Regions from separate parts of the Mus musculus genome. Here all the other regions are linked to region 1. The links are chromatin contacts, called in public HiChIP or PLAC-seq maps. All regions are on one chromosome and are shown on one strand. The core of a region is the stretch at or near the end of the contact, and the rest is flanking DNA. Distances in the headings are between cores, read along the strand shown.

Region 1 (3,399 bases), core at 236-2,735:
AACGTTGATCTTACCGCTTCCTTTCTCCTCGCATGGCTTTTAACACGGCTGCGCCTGCTCGCTCTGTTTTTGTTCCGGTACTGTTCTCAGCTCCTTGCTCTCTCCCTCCCCCACCCTCCATTTCTGTCTCCCTTCTTCATGCTCTTCTCTGTTCTCTGGTTTCCAGTCACCCGGCCAGCTTTCTGTTTCTTCCTGATTGCTGCATGTTTTAAGGCTCCCTACCCCCTCTCTCTATCTCTGTCCTCCCTCAGCCTGATTCTGATGCTCTGACAACCTAAGCACTCACTCAGCTTGATGACAGACATGCTTCTTGGCTGAAGGATTCAAAAGGAAGGACGCCTGTCTGCAGTTGAACTTGACAGACCTCTGAAAGTCCTCCGGGACGACCACTGACACATTCCTTTCTGCCTGTACTGGCTGCTGCCCACTCTCTTCATGGTTCTGCTATATACGCACCAGACTCGGTGTTCGTGCAGGAAGCAAAAAGGAACGGAAGCAGAGGAGGACATAGAAATGACAGGTGGACACAGGGAAACCAGAAAGTTTCCAGTCACTATAGCTGCAGGTGCTAAGAGGTGTGCATGAGGGTTGTATAGCTGATAGGCTCTGGTTTCACTTGTGCAAGAGTTAGCTCCTATAGAGGTTGTTGGTTAGTAACTGCTATAGTGGAGAAGCAGGGTGGATACAGTACCCATGCAGGCTGGTTGAATGAACTCATCCTGTCCTTTCTGTTGAGACAGATGCTCCAGTTCCCCGTTTTCCAGAGCCCAGTTATTAGTGTTGTCGGTCAGTTGCTCTCTGTCTAACACCTTGGTTTCCCTTGGGTTCCTTCTGACCCTGCCAGTGCATTTACCCTGGACATTGGCCGAGTCGCCTTGGCTGGGACTGGAATCTATGACCTAGGTTCTCCGAGAGCCACCTGTTGGGTAGGGTTACTTGCTGGGTTCTGGTTGGCTAAGTACCTTCTCTGAATGCTGTGGCTATGCCTTATACACTTGTGTTTATCAGGTAAAGCTCCATTGACCCCTCCCCTCTGCACTACCTCCTCCTCGTCTACACTGCTTCCTTTGGGAGGCTCGTTGTCTACCCTTGTTGTTTTGACCTGTATTCCCTTAGACCTACCTTTCATCTCCATTGCTGTCTGCCGGCTGGCTGGAATCTGACCTCCATAGAGGATCCTGGTGTCCTGTTCCTCTTTCTAATCTCTTTCCCGCTGTTATGAGTTAGCTCACCAGCTATGATGCCTCAGGTTATACCCCTGGCACTAGGAGTCCTTTAGATAGATGCAAGCTTTATACTTCCATGCGCTGGGGGCAGGCTAGAGTCAGGGCTCTACAGAGTTCTGACTACTGTAGGAGAGTACCCAAGACCTGGTCAGGGACCCTGGGTGTAATTTAAGAGGAAGCCAGTTTCTACTGTCACCACCAGTCTGTAGGAAAGCAACTCTTTGTCCCATGACTAGCTAAGAGGAAACTGTCTGCAAAATAACAGATTAGCCTGACCTGAAGAGTTGAGTCACAAGAAGGGAAGTGACATAGGGACAAGACTGTTGAGGGTGAACATTGGGGTTAGGGTAGCGTATGAAAACCTGTCATGTGCAACTGTCTTGGGGCCCTTCTTGCCCTTCACCCCCACAGCTGACAAGCTCATTTTCTTCAACAGGGCCTCCAGCCTGGGAGTACAAAGGTGTAGCCCCAGTGGTCAGGATCTTACAGGGTCAGGCGATAGGGCTTTGGAACTATAGGCAGAGATGAGGATGGTCAGACTCCAGCTTGAAGGATTACCATCTGCCTTTTAAATGTGATCCTTCCTGTTCCCGGTAGGTATGGGTCTTCCTGAGCCCCAGGTGGGCAGATAGACCCTCCCGCCTTATGTCTCACTTCTGGGGTGTTAATGTTTCCATAGCAACTTAGGGGCAGAGCCTAGAATAGGGTAGCCGCTAGCTTGAGACAGCACCCACATTGTCTGTCACCGTCCCCTGCTAGGAAAGCTGGCTTTAAGGAAGGCGAGAAGGATTGGTACCAATCCTGGGAATGACAGGGCAAGCCTACCTAGCATCAGCCAGAGGACAGTAGGACAAGGCTTTATAGGAGTTGCAGGTGTTGGGGCAGCCGCAACAACACACCAGTGCCTGGTATTTCCTCCAAGGACAGTCCTCTTCCTCTACACCCATCTGTCTCCCACCTATGATTTTTACCCATGACTTTGAAGAATCTTCCTGACTGCTATCCCATGGCAGTCAACTCTAAACTTCACTCTCCCCCCGCCCCCGTCCCCAATGCTCCCTCTTCAGCACCCTCTGCATTGCACCCATGCCTACCTCATGTTTAGTCACCTTTCTCCTGTCTCCTCGTCCCACCCATGCCTGGCTTCTGCCTACCGCATTTGGCTGGAGCACTGGGATTTTCTTTGTGGATCTTAACTTGTTTCTTGCTAGGTGAGGTCAGTGCTGAACCCCAAATCCTCTTCCGTCCTGACCAGGCTCTCTCACCCCCTCCTTTGTGCTAAACCTGGAGAAAGGGTACCAGTTGGTCCCAGCACCCAGTGTTTGCCATAGAGTTAATGTTTAACTAAGGGCAATTCCGGCTCCTGGGATCCTGGCCCTGCCCTGCCCTGCCCAGCCCTTGGTGAGAGGGTGGAGGAGACAAAGGCTAATGCAGACTGATACTCATTTCCTATGACATTATCTCTCGGAGTTGAGTGTAAACTGTCCCTGTCTCATCCAGATAGTAACCCACTCGACTGTCCTGTGTCTATGACTAGATATCAGTGTTCCCAGGGAATTTCTGTTAAGTACCTGGAGCCTCCTGGAACTATCTATAGCACCTGTATCTTGGGTGTGGTATGGACCTGAAAAGAGATACTGTGATCGCCCTGGAAATCGGAATTGTGGAATCCACCTGTCACAGAATTTGAGGACCACTGATGCATAATACACTGAACTTGATCTTTTGATAGAGTCAGGGCAGCAACTAGGCTCCAAGAAGCCAGCCTCAAGAAAGTAGGGGTCTGTACATGCATGTGTGTATGTCGCGTGTGCATGTGTGTGCTCTTGAGTGTCTGTCTGTCTCTGTCACCCTCTATTTCTGTCTATGCCAATAGGAAGATAAATAATACATTTATGTGGTGAAATTTTTACATAACATATGAAATACTAACTGCTAGAAAAGATTAAACTAAAGGATGGGTCATTCCTAGCGAAGAAGAAGGCAGCATCCAGTGGCGTGGGATCTACCATAGGATGGATGAAGGAAGGCAGGTGTCCTTCAAGATGGAAAGAGGAGAGTGTTAGAAGACCCCTTAATCAGGGATTCTTTGTCCTCTATTTACCCTAACAATGACTGTCATGTTCCTCTTAATTGGTGTGTCTGGCTCTGAGACCCAAGAATGTGTATTCTG
Region 2 (3,399 bases), core at 231-2,730, 450 kb before region 1:
ACGTGGTCTCTGAAGTTTCACTACACTATATTTTCTCTTTTCAAGTCTACAGACAATAATAAAAGGTGCTAGAATTTATACTGGCCAAGAATATAGCAGTACTTAGTTCCCCCCACCCCATTTTTAGTTTATTTAAAAAATATTTCTTTGTGACTCTAGCTGCATATATATCAAGAGATGGCCTAGTCGGTCATCACTGGAAAGAGAGGCCCATTGGACTTGCAAACTTTATATGCCCCAGTACAGGGGAACACCAGGGCCAAAAAGGGGGAGTGGGTGGGCAGGGGAGTGGGGGTGGGTGGATATGGGGGACTTTTGGTATAGCATTGGAAATGTAAATGAGTTAAATACCTAATAAAAAATGGAAAAAAAATATTTCTTTGAAGCAAGGTTTCAAGTAGCCTAGACTGGCCTCAATTTTTTTTTTTTTTGGTTTTTTTGAGACAGGGTTTCTCTGTATAGTCCTGGCTGTCCTTGAACTCACTTTGTAGACCAGGCTGGCCTCGAACTCCGAAATCCGCCTGCCTCTGCCTCCTGAGTGCTGGGATTAAAGGTGTGCGCCACCACGCTCGGCCTCAAATTCTTTATATAAGAGAATGACATTGAATTCTGGATCTTTCTACATCCACCTCCTAAGTACTGGAATTATAGATATGTACCACCAGGCTAAAGAACCATTTTGTTGTTGTTGTTGTTTCAATACATAATCTTCCTAATAACTGGTATTATTATTATTTATGTGTGTATGTGTGTGTGTGTGTGTGTTTGAAACCCAGCCTTGGTTTATAGCCCAGACTGATTTTGAATCTATGATCCTCCTGACTTTAAGATTTTTACTAACACCATAGCTTGAAATAAAAAGGGCAGATGTTCAGTTGACACGAAAGCCAGCTCATACGTTTTCAGTGAAGACCTTGTTAAATTTGTAGGACAACTGATACTTGAAAGGGCAGAAGTACTTGACAATTTGTAACTCGATGATGGCAACTTACAGCAGAAAGATTCCTATTCCAGCTAAACAGGTGACCACAGAAATCACAGATTTTGTAGAACATTAACTATTTTGCTGCCTGCCCCAGCAAGCTTCACAGTCTCCAAGTTAAAGTGTCTTTGTCCCTAATCTAATGTCTCAAGTGGCCTTTGGACCAGTTTTAACATCTTAACAGTTCTTTCTTTCATTAAGTGATAAAGTAGTTTTTGGTTGATTGGTTGTTTTTTTTTTTAAGCTTGCTTTCTTTCTTTCTTTCTTTCTTTCTTTCTTTCTTTCTTTCTTTCTTTCTTTCTTTCTTTCTTTCTTTCTTTCTTTCTTTTGTGTGCTGCATGTGGGGTGGTGCTGGGTAGGCACGTCCCCTCCCGCCCCCCAACTCTCCAGTGGCTGCCACAGGACAACTAAAGGAAGTTGTTTCCTTCCTTCCACCATGTGAGTCCTGGACATAGACCTTCAGACCATTAGGCTTGGTGCCAAAGAGCCTTATCTGCCCGAACACTCTTACTGCCCGTGACTCACTCGTAGTAAATGAAATACAGACGTGATCAGAAGTAATGGCAGGTCACATCTGAGACTTTGGTTATACAAATCAGTACAATTCTCAGTTCTCAAGTCTCTACATCTCAAACGCCTGTGTCAGGCCGCATCTCATCAAAAAGCTGGGGGAGAGGGGGCTTGGAACTTTCAGGTCATGAGGGAAGCCAGCTGTGAATTTGTTTTTTTGTTTTTTGTTTTTTGTTTTTTTTTTCTTTTTTAAGAGAGCCTATGTGAAGAAAGAAGGCCTGCACCCAACAGCCACTGGGAGCCATTTTAGAGGGTAGCCTCCAGCCTCCAGGTCTTGCCACGTGTGCAGCACAGATGACAGACACTCTGTGTAACCTCTCCTGAGGAGACAGTGAGCCTGACTTCCCAGCTAGGCCACTTGCAGAAACTGAGACTAAGAAGTTTTAAGTGCAGGGGGATGGGGTGGGGACCTGAAGGGATGGCTCAGTGGTTAAGAGTGCTAACTGCTTCCAGAGTTCTGAGTTTAATTCCCAGCAACCACACAGTGGCTCACAACCATCTGTAATAGGGTCTGATGCCCTCTTCTGGTGTGTCTGAAGACAGCTACAGTGTACTCATACATAAATAAGTAATTATTTTTTTTAAAAAATGTTTTGTGCCAGGCATGGTGGCTCACACCTTTAATCCCAGCACTCAGGAGGCAGAGGCAGGTAGATTTCTAAATTCAAGGCCAGCCTGGTCTACAAAAGTGAGTTCCAGGACAGCCAGGGCTACACAGACACAGAGAAACCCTGTCTCGAAAAACCAAAAAAAAAAAAAAAAAAAGTTTTAAGTGCACTAAATTTGGGGTAATTTGTTCTACAGAAATAGATACAGATATTCAGGTTGGTTTTGTTTTGTAACTTGGTTTCTGATGTCTTTTACTTAAAACAGTGTTTAGTAGTCCCCAAGATGGGAAGGCTGCTGTCCTTGGCAGGCTATCATCTTTGTGGTCTATAAGCTTCAGAGCTGGTTAAGGCTATTGATTGCTTTTCTCCCTTGGCATATTTATTTATTTATTTATTTATTTACTTTGTTTGTTTGTTTTGAAACAGGGTTTTGTTATGTAGCCTGGGCTGTCCTCGAACTCACTATGTAGACCAGGCTGGCTTCAAACTCAGAAATCTACCTGTTTCTTTCTCGTAAATGCTAGTGGAATTAGAGGCATGAGCCACCACGCCTGGCTCTTTCCTTTCTTTAAAAAAAAAAAAATTAAAAGAAAAATTATATTACCAAGTAGCTCCAGCAGCTATCAAATTCATTATCCTCCTGTTCCAAGAGCTAGGATTACAGAATGTACCAAAACACCTGACCCTACTTTTTTGTTTTAATATATATATGTGTATATATATATATATTAGTTTTTCGAGACAGGGTTTCTCTGTATAGCCCTGGCTGTCCTGGAACTCACTTTTGTAGACCAGGCTGGCCTCGAACTCAGAAATCTTCTTGCCTCTGCCTCCCGAGCTCTGGGATTAAAGGCGTGCACCACCATGCCCGGCTTAATATATTTTCTAAAAGATTTATTTATTTAATGTATGTGAGTATACTGTCTCTGTCTTCAAACATATCAGAAGACATTGGATCCCATTACAGATGGTTGTGAGCCACCATGTGGTTGCTGGGAATGGAACTTAGGACCTCTGGAGAGCAGCCGGTGCTCTTAACCACTGAGCCATCCCTCCAGCCCCGTTTTAATATTTTTTGAGACAGGTTTTTATGTAGCTTTGATTAGCTCTAAACTTCTGTGTGTAGGGGGGCGGGGAGGGAGGGAGATGATCTTCAACTTCCGTTATCTGGCTTTCACCTTCTAAACTTGAGGATTACAGTGTGTATCTCTAAACTCACCCGTTCTCTGTTTCTGTCTC
Region 3 (3,399 bases), core at 541-3,040, 410 kb before region 1:
GATGCTTTTCTCTTGATCATCTGTCTTTTGTTATAGGGACCTGGCTAAGAACATGGAGGGGTAAAAGGAAAGTTATTATTATTTTTAAAAATTTTTTATACTTCCTTTAGAAAGACTTCTCCTTTCCACCTCCAGCAAGTATTATGAATAGTTTTTTTTTTCTTTTGCAATAACATACTGAGGGGATTAGGTCATTCTTGGTACACAGGCCAAGAGGAGCCAATGGGGGTTTAAAGCAGGGGGGCTTTAAGTCTGAGTCTGTAAAGCTAGCATATGAGCTGTTAGCACTGTGACAGATGCCACACAGGGAGGGAGGGAGGGAGGGTTTGGTGTCGTGGAGACCAGCTGCAGTGTATCTGAGGGTCACATTAAACAACGAGCTGTTTTTGATCCTCTGAAATTTTCTGTTTCTGAATTATCTCAATAACAATAAAATACCTGGGGAGATGATCAAACATCTTTGCGTTGTTTATATAGATATTCTAAAAAATAAGTTATGTCTAGGGAAGGGAAGAGTGAGTAAGATTCAAGGTTAGTTCCCAGCACCTACCTTGGGTAGCTCACAATCACTTGTAACTACATCTTCAGGGCCCCAATGGCCTCTCTTGGTCTTTGTGGGTGTCTGTACTCCTATGCGTATGTGCGCGCAAACACACACACACACACACACACACACACACACTCACACACACACACTCACACACACACACACACACACAATTAAAAAATAAAATGAACTTTAAAAAAAAATTAAGTTATGCCTGTAAAAACCGCCAACTCTGTTTTATAAAGCCTGTTTACTATAGATGTTGTGGTCAAGGCTAAAGACCTGCAATGAATGTCCCAGAGAGCTCAGAACCCTGGCTCCTCCTTTAAACATGGATTCCCCTTTCCTTAGCCCCTCCCTTCATAGCAGCCCAAATCCTGAACAGGCTTTCCCTGACACCCGGGCTTTCTTACTTTCTGACTTCCACTCCTAGTTTCCCCGCTATTCCCCTGTTCCCTTTCAGCTTACTTGCCATGTTGTTTTTCTGTCAAACTTTAATAATAAAATTGTTCTAGAGCTTCCTTCTGAGTCCGTTTTAAAATTCTTTTATTAATGAGACTAAGAACGCAAAGGGAGATCGCCGTTTCCCTGGCAACAGATATTTCAGGAATGCAGACCAGGTATGGGGTTGTGGAAGAAGTCTGCAGTAAATTTCTACCTCCAGTGTAACATTTCATGGCTGCAGCCCAGGATACCGCGTTCAAGAAATACCGAGTGCAACGTGAAACCCAAAGGGTTCTTTTAGTAACTTACAGTAAAAAGAACTGGGCTTACGGGCTGGAGAACGTCTTTTGGCTCCCAGCGTGACAGGCTGCTAAATTAGACTGTCAGGGTTTGTCCTCCTTCCAAACCAAGTAAGTCAACCGTCTGTGCCCACCTTCCTGAGTCCCATGTGCGTTTCTATTCAAATCCTTCTCTAGAAAATCAAATTAGAAAGCTCAATTTCTGTAGCTCACAAAATTGTGCCCCACACAGAAGAAGGAACCGGGAAAGATTCCGAGTAAGAGACAGGCTGGGGAGATGGCCATCTGCTAAGAACCAGCGGTCTCTCCAGGGTCCCGCTCCGGTCATCTGCTGGGTGTTTGATTTGGCAAGAATCTGCAGAGAGGGCGCGGGCCTTCCTATCCCTGGAGACTCAAATTGCAGCAGCCCGAATTCCCGTGCCTCCTGCAGCCTGCAGCCTCCCTCCCGGAGCTGCCCTGCCATGGCCGCAGTTTTATAGATCTGCAAGGCAAAGATCAGAGCCACTCCCGAGGGTGGCCACCCGGGCTGGGCTGGGCTCCTCCCTAAACAAAGAGTCGCAGAACTCTCGGAGCTGCAGGGCTTCTGCGCTGGCGGAAGGCGCCAGGCTGGGTGATTGAAACCACATGTGCGGGAGGTCTGCGACAGCTGGGGGCAGACACCAGGGACCGGCGGCGGCCGCTGCTGCTGTAGCCTCTAGCGTTTCTTTAGTCCCTTGGGTTTCCAGCTAGAGCGACTGAGAGCACTAGACCACAAGCATCCTGGGAGGAGCACTTCCCCCAATAACAAAATAATTAGAAACCCCGAGGCCTGGGGTCTCTGCTTCCAAATGTACTGGACAGCATCAGACAACTTCTTGGTTTCTCAGTTGTGAAAAAGGCCCTAATTACCCTCCCAGGACACAGCAAAAGGGATGAGTCGTATTTGTGGGTGTGACGTCAATTTAACAAGGATAGCCACTACGCACGTGCACACGCACACGCGCGCGCACACAGGCACCCCAAAGTACTATTGACACTTATAAGCCTTTTTGAAGGTTTCACATACTCTATTGTTGTTGGGGTTTTTTGTTTTTGTTTTTGTTTTCGAGACAGGGTTTCTCTGTGTAGCCCTGGCTGTCCTGGAACTCACTTTGTAGACCAGGCTGGCCTCGAACTCAGAAATCCGCCTGCCTCTGCCTCCCGTGCGCCACCACGCCTGGCTCTCTATTGTTGTTGTTATTGCTATTATTATTATTTAGATTTATTTATTTATTTACTATATGTAAGTACACTGTAGCTGTCTTCAGACACACCAGAAGAGGACATCAGATCTCATTAAAGATGGTTGTGACCCACCATGTGGTTGCTAGGATGTGAACTCAGGACCTTCGGAAGAGCAGTCAGTGCTCTCAACCGCTGAGCCATCTCTCCAGCCTTATTATTATTATTATTATTATTATTATTATTATTATTACTACTACTAAACACTAATGTCTTCCTTGACCCAGGCCCTTCAACCCTCTCAAATAATTATTATTTTTGTTCTTGTTGTTTTTGTTCTTTGAGACATGGTTTCTCTGTATAGCCCTGGTTGTCCCAGAACTCATTTTGTAGAACAGACTGGACTTGAACTCAGAGAGCAGCCTGTCTATGTCTCCTGAGTGCTGGGGTTAAAGGCATGTACCACCACCAGCAACAAAATATTTTTTAGATTTACTTTTAGTATTTTATGTGTACAAGTGCTCAACATATTTGTACTTGGTACCCGAGGAGGTGGTCCTATGTGACAAGTAGGGCTCTTAACCACTGAGCCAACTTTCCAGCTCATAACTGTTATTAATTTTATAAATAGTTTCCCCTGTGTGGTCACAAGTACCAGCGTATGCACACAGGGGAAGATGAGCCTATACATTTAACTAAATGGGTATTCGTATGTGCGTGTTTGTAAGTCATTACAATCAGTAGTAAATTTTAAAAGATGTATTAACTTTTCTTTTGCCCAAGTGCCCGAGTGCATGCACACAGTCGATTGCGTAGTGCTCTTGGAAGTCAGAAGAGGGCTCAGATGCCCTGCATCTGCAGTTACAGATGCTCATGGGCCACCGTGTGGGTGCTGGGAACTGAACCTGG

The links. HiChIP or PLAC-seq counts read pairs in DNA pulled down with a chosen protein or histone mark.
Region 2: a FOXA1 HiChIP or PLAC-seq map of pancreatic cancer cells shows a contact between it and region 1. The contact joins two enhancer-like sites. A contact is called at or near these places in 1 of 484 Hi-C or Micro-C datasets (LSK cells) and 3 of 115 datasets of contacts at active chromatin or transcription factors (the NIH/3T3 cell line, microglia and pancreatic cancer cells).
Region 3: a contact with region 1 is called in a FOXA1 HiChIP or PLAC-seq map of pancreatic cancer cells. The contact joins two enhancer-like sites. A contact is called at or near these places in 3 of 484 Hi-C or Micro-C datasets (bone marrow-derived macrophages, cerebellum and granulocyte-monocyte progenitors) and 1 of 115 datasets of contacts at active chromatin or transcription factors (pancreatic cancer cells).

The regions. Positions count from the first base shown.
Region 1 is chr9:40,322,502-40,325,900 of GRCm38.p6, reverse strand. All of the region lies in intron 4 of Gramd1b (GRAM domain containing 1B), which reads left to right. Among named protein-coding and RNA genes, the nearest start is that of 1700110K17Rik, 9.3 kb to the left of the region's middle. Within about 2 kb of position 1,485, at least 83 of the 459 cell types and tissues checked have an H3K27ac peak or open chromatin away from gene starts, as enhancers often do. A contact at or near this core is called in bone marrow-derived macrophages, granulocyte-monocyte progenitors and pancreatic cancer cells, where this site is marked.
Region 2 is chr9:40,774,717-40,778,115 of GRCm38.p6, reverse strand. All of the region lies in intron 5 of Clmp (CXADR-like membrane protein), which reads right to left. Among named protein-coding and RNA genes, the nearest start is that of Hspa8, 25 kb to the left of the region's middle. Within about 2 kb of position 1,480, at least 50 of the 459 cell types and tissues checked have an H3K27ac peak or open chromatin away from gene starts, as enhancers often do. A contact at or near this core is called in pancreatic cancer cells, where this site is marked.
Region 3 is chr9:40,729,347-40,732,745 of GRCm38.p6, reverse strand. The region is part of intron 1 of Clmp (CXADR-like membrane protein); the gene reads right to left. Among named protein-coding and RNA genes, the nearest start is that of Clmp, 45 kb to the right of the region's middle. RefSeq lists an enhancer at 339-2,969. Within about 2 kb of position 1,790, at least 194 of the 459 cell types and tissues checked have an H3K27ac peak or open chromatin away from gene starts, as enhancers often do. A contact at or near this core is called in bone marrow-derived macrophages, granulocyte-monocyte progenitors and pancreatic cancer cells, where this site is marked.